Linked DNA regions of Danio rerio: region 1 is linked to region 2. Evidence: chromatin contacts called from public HiCAR-type data. All regions are on one chromosome and are shown on one strand. Each heading gives the region's core, a stretch centred on a gene start, on an enhancer-like site or on the middle of the called end of the contact. The rest is flanking DNA. Distances are from core to core; before and after follow the strand shown.

Evidence for each region. HiCAR-type assays count read pairs that join an accessible place to other places.
Region 1: a HiCAR-type map of caudal fin shows a contact between it and region 2, with 2.9 times the contacts expected there. The contact joins the promoter of kcnj8 here to the promoter of abcc9 in region 2. A contact is called at or near these places in 9 of 18 Hi-C or Micro-C datasets (caudal fin, embryo, fibroblasts and 4 more) and 2 of 4 datasets of contacts at active chromatin or transcription factors (caudal fin and embryo).

What each region holds. Positions count from the first base shown.
Region 1 is chr4:15,298,318-15,301,274 of GRCz12tu, forward strand. It overlaps kcnj8 (potassium inwardly rectifying channel subfamily J member 8), which reads left to right and starts at 1,611. Exons shown (of 2, transcript NM_001030153.1): 1 at 1,611-1,960. The coding sequence starts at 1,611. The region is part of intron 1 of LOC141381604 (a long non-coding RNA gene); the gene reads right to left.
Region 2 is chr4:15,241,653-15,244,644 of GRCz12tu, forward strand. abcc9 (ATP-binding cassette, sub-family C (CFTR/MRP), member 9) reads left to right here and starts at 1,545. Exons shown (of 37, transcript NM_001030154.1): 1 at 1,545-1,716. The coding sequence starts at 1,569. It also overlaps a transcript of plxnb2a.3 not described here.

The DNA.
Region 1 (2,957 bases), core at 361-2,860, 57 kb after region 2:
GACCGTTTGAAAATGTATATATGTAATTATAAATATGTCATTTGTATCATAAGCATGTAACATCATTATATTGTGTGCCTAACTTTTTTACACATGAATTTAAAATAAAAAAAATCGCTTTTTGTGTATTTAATTAACTCTGCGAAGTGCATTTGCATTGCATATGTTTTAAAGCAACGTTTAAACAGTAAACTAGTTATTAAACTTCACAAATGTTAATATTATGTACATTAATTGTGACAGAAAACAGGCTACTTTGCTATACAGCGCCACCTTCTGTTCATATGTGTGCCTTTGTTCAAATTGAGAAATCCATTTATGCAATATTATTGTTACTATTATATTAGCTTATATTATGCTACTATTTGAGAAACACATTGTGTTATAAAAATAAAAATAATTCCTTTAAAATGTACTGAAGCGCAGAGACTATTAAAGTTGTCAGGTTATTTTTAGATGCCTGAAAAGGAGGTGAAACTTTTTAAATTGAAAATGACAATAAATATCATTCCAAACGCAGAATATAAGAGAATAATGCACAGAAAAAGAACAAATCAGCTAGAGAGCAGTGATGGAAACAAGATAAACGGATGAATTTTATGAATGCTTATTAAAATATTATTGTTAGCCTAAAATACAATTTAAAAAAAGATATGTGTATGTGTAGTAGGCTAGTAGTAGTATTAATAACAACATACACAGACATACACATAACTTGATGAAGTTTAAAAGGTTTATTTTTGCTTTTGCTATTAAAATATTATTATTTATAATCATTATTATTATTTTGTTATTATTGTTATCATTTTCAACAAACAATTGTTTAAACAAAGGAAAACTTTAGTTGAATTAAATCTGTGTCGAATAGTATAGTTTAAATATATAGTTTTTAAAAAATATATTATTATTCTGTAGGCTAAATAATAAATTTGATTGGTTGAGGTAATTTATTTAATTTAATCATATATACCTAATATGGGCAAGAATAAATTAGCCTATAAGATCTCCATAGCGCGCTCCTGTGGTCCTCATAGGTCTCCACCCTTATAATATCGTGTTATGAAAGATTCACCGACAATTCTCGCGTTAAACTAGTTTTTTTTTCTCTCCAGAAAGTAAATGTAAAAATTCATCAATTCAATAGTCGCAATAATTTTGCAACTCGTTTGTTCGGATAGCATGCGTTTGTTTCTTTTAAGTGCACTGGCTAATCTTTCTTTTACTTTCTATTTACATAAAGAAATTCATTGCTTTTAATCTGTAACATTGGCGAATATAACCCGTTTAAAATGCTGAAGTAGTTTCAAGCGCTCTTCTGTCCGATGTGAGTGTCAGTCGGAGGCTGTAGGACAGGGATGTACCGCCCATGAGTCCAGTAGAGCAGCCCGATCTCCATCAGAAACACACATTCAGAAGCGCTTCAAACACTCACTTCTGCTCTTTTCCAGCCTTTATTCTAGAAACTGGCCCAAGAACACGGATTAAACTATTTATTGTGATCAAATCACTTTTTTTCTTATAGTTTATGCTACTTCGCCAAGTTAAACCGTGGATGCGGGATGGTTATTAAGCGCGTTTGACACGCTCAGGAGAAGTTTTTGTTGTAAATCATGTTGCCGCGGAAGAGCATCATCCCGGAGGAGTTCGCGCTGCCGGCGCTGGTGTCCCGGGTGCCGCGTAAACCAGTGTTCAGAGACCGCGTGAATAAAGCGCGCTTCATCGCCAAGAGCGGCGCGTGTAACTTGGCGCACAAGAACATCCGTGAGCAGGGCCGGTTCCTGCAGGACGTCTTCACCACTCTGGTGGATCTGAAGTGGCGCTTCACGCTGGTCATCTTCACCATGACATTTCTGTGCAGCTGGCTGCTGTTCGCCATGAGCTGGTGGCTGGTGGCCTTCGGGCACGGAGATCTGGACACCGACCGTAAACCTGCCGTGGAGCAGTGCGTCACCAATGTCAAGTGAGTGCCGTTGACTTGATTGCATGTGCAGATGTCCAAAACATGTCTATCCTCCTGTTTTGTATCTGTAGCCTATAAAACTGTTGCAAACTGATGACATATTTCATTTTATAACCTAGCCTATTTTTAAGGTATTTTATCTTCTTTTTTTTTTTAAGAAAATATACGTTTTAGGAAAATGTTTTTGTCAATACGTGGAAATATATATTTTTTATATTCAAAATAATAATTATTAAAATTATTCATTTATGGTGAATGTAATAAAAATCCAATTTAAGCAGTTTTAAAAATTATTCATAACATTGTTAAATACTTATATTAAAGGGGGAAATTACCGTCATAAATTAAGTTTAACTTTGGCATTTTATAATCATAAATGTATAACAAATATTATATCACAATATTGATAGGCCTTTTATAAATGTCATGTAATGATAATTAAATTTGTAGCAAATAAAAATTAGATTACTAAAAGTTAAAAACACTACAATATTATTGCGTTGGAGCTTTAATAAACTTTATAATGCAAAAACAACATTACACGCATATTAATATACTGTTCTGTGTCAGTTAAATCAGTTGACTGTTGAAATTTTTATCCCAACTAGTTGAGTAATTAAACAAATACCCCAATAAAGGTTAAAAATAACCAAACAAAGCACCAGATATTTAACCCAATGGTTCAGTTATTAAATAAATAACCCAATAAAGGTTAAAAATAACCCAACAAAGCACCAGATATTTTAAACTCAACCAATGGATTGAATAAATAATAGAACGTTATTTAGAGATTGTATATTATAATACTATCTAATATATATATATATATATGATCTTATAATATAATTATGAAGCCATTATATTAAATGTAGATTTTATACAAAAATAATTCAACTAAAATTGCTAAATAAAATCCAAATTAACAAAACCAAATAAAAAAAAGACAAATCTAAATGTATAATAAAGTAATAACAGTAATTAAGGCAATTGTGTATTT
Region 2 (2,992 bases), core at 295-2,794:
TACTTTAATTTAGGGAATTTTAGGGTATCACTTAATTCAGTGTTTCCCAATCCTGTTCCTGAAGGCACACCACCAGAACACATTTTCAACCTCTTCTTAATCAGACACACCAGCATCATCTCATCACTTAAGAAGAGACCTTAGACCTAAAATGAATGGGTCAGATAAGGGAGACATCCGAAATATGTACTGTTGGTGTGCCTCCGGGAACAGGGTTGGGAAACACTGAATTGACTAATTGATTGAATTTTATTTTAATACTTTTAATTTGAGTGGAATTTTATTTTACTTCATTTTATTTTGAACATATTAGAAGAACACTTAATAATAAGTAGTTAGAAAATATATTTTACTTTACATTTAATTTATTTGTTGTATTTTTTAAGTATTATTTTTTTATAAACTAACAATAACAAATATTAAGGTTTCTAAGAGCTACGGCTGCACCACTTGACTGATGCAGATTAGATTATGTGTTAAATTTAGGCATTGATAATGTTAACAAAACACATAGAAACATAGTTTCATGTGTGTTAATGAGGTAACATCACATGTTGTCATGTGGAGATGATGGTAATTATAACATGGCATGAAAAGCATCAAAACTGTAAAAACAAAACAAAAAGAATCACACACACACACACATATTTGGATGGTTCATTTAAGGATATACAGCATGCAAGATTCAGTCTATCAGAATATGTTCTGCAAAAATAAACATTGCTGTCCAGTATGCTGTTGTATAACGCAGCTCTCGCGGGAAATGAAAGTTTGTTGTTAAATAATTTGACTAAGAGGGTACAGGCTCTGTCTATAGAGAGGGTGTGTTAATCTTGCTCTTACACTGATTGACCTCATAGTCAATAATGATTATTGGGAAACTGCTTCCAGTGCTGTCAGCCTGAGCTCAAAGCCTGGAACCAAAAATAAAACAATAGTTTTCAACATACTTCCCCAGTTGGTTAATTAAATTAAGAATTGTAAACAACTTAAAATGACCTATTTACAAGCTAAAATGTTATGTGTATGAATGAGATAATATTTAATTAAATATCCGTTAATTTACATATGTTTTTAGTAATATGATCAGGTTCAAATTTCTTGTTTTGTTTTGTGAGTTTACATTCAGATGTTTTTCATTTCGGGGATTCCTTTTTTATAGATTAATTAAAAAATTGTTAATAGCCAGTAAAATTTACATTTTTACAGGTATTTTGTTCTTGTTATTGAATAAATTGATGTATATATACTGTAATCAAATGATTTCTGTAAGAACAAACCCCTCTATAATATCCTTCAGCAAATGGATAAATCTGGTTTCTGTAAGTGTTTCTAAAGAGAAGAGTTATAATCAATTGATTAATTGTATCTCAAATTGTTTACTGTGTTTACTTCGACTGAAAAAACCCCCACTTTATTTAAAGCCAAAATACCTAGACAGGTGCATGAAAAAAACTGTATTTTTGTCAATGTCTTTTTTTGATCACATTTATCTACATTCAATAATGTTCATATCTAACATTATTATTTTTAATTATGTCCAGGCTTCTTTAGCCCAGTCAGGTGACATGGCCCTGTCTTTCTGTGGGAACGACAGGGATAGTAACGCCTACAGCGTGGATAATGGAGTCTTGGACAATGGTTGCTTCGTGGATGCCCTCAACCTCGTCCCTCATGTATTTCTTCTCTTCATCACCTTCCCAATTCTCTTCATTGGTATGAATGACCTTGTCTTTTTTCCCTGTTCAGCAACCATGTGAATGCATTACAGTTTGTGAAACTCCACAGAGTTGCGTTTCATTCTGCATATAATACAGATGGCTTTTTTTACTGAAAATGTTTTGTTTTGTTTTTGTTTTGTTTTGCTTTATTTAGTTTTTTTTGTTTCCTTTCCTTTAATTTTATTTTATGGATAATCCTAGAAGTTTTATTTTAATTAGTTTTTAATTAGAGATAAATTAATTTTATTTTAATTTATTGACCATACTTGAAAAACTTATTTTAAATTAAATTAAATTAAATTTTGTTTAATTTAATTTAATTTAATTTAATTTTGTTTAATTTAATTTAATTTTATTGTAATTTTATTTTATTAAACATATGTCATATTTTGTTATATTTTTATAATTTTTTTCCATTTTATTTTAATAGATCAACACAATATTTACTCACAAAGTATAACTCAAGAGTAACGTAAAGCTTTGGGAATGAAAAATGGCTGGAAATAGCTTATAGCATCCTACCATTTATTATTATTCAGTTACAAGTTGCAACCAACCAGTCAAGAACTGTGACATGACAGATTAGCATATATATTTATGAATCTAATTACTAACAATCAAGATAATTCATCCTATCTGGATAAGCTTGAGTCATTAGTTTAATTGGTTGTTATATGGAAATAACATACCGTAGAATGTTAAGATTGACCAATAATTTAATATTTCAGAGTGCTGTGTAATAATCTGCTATATTAACCCATAAACAAACACTTGTTGTGTATTTGCTATTTAGTACTGTTCATTCATTTTCTGTTCTTATTAATCCAATTATAATATCCTGTAGGGTGTGAATTCAAAATCTAACTCAAAATTTCCAAGGAAGTAAATTCTTAAATTGTAAAGCCCTGGTTTTCTGACTTTCTTCTCACATACGTTATGTCTTCAGAAGCTGAGGGATCTAGACACTGTATCACAACAAGCTTTGCCAATTCATTATCTATATCGACTCCCCTAAGAGCATTTACTCAAAAGCATCTCAAAATGTTTCCGCCGATGCTGTAATGGTGTCAGTGCCGTTCCTCTTGTAGACTGTAAGCATTTTGCCGTACCTCATAATGAAAAAATGTTTCCCAGGGAAGAATTATTACACTGTTAGCCAAAGAAGGGAAAACAAGACAGGCGGAGACAGATACAAAGTGCTGATTAACAAACGTCTAGGAAAAAGTAATTGTTTACCTAGAAACACTAGCGAATTATACGACAACAATAAT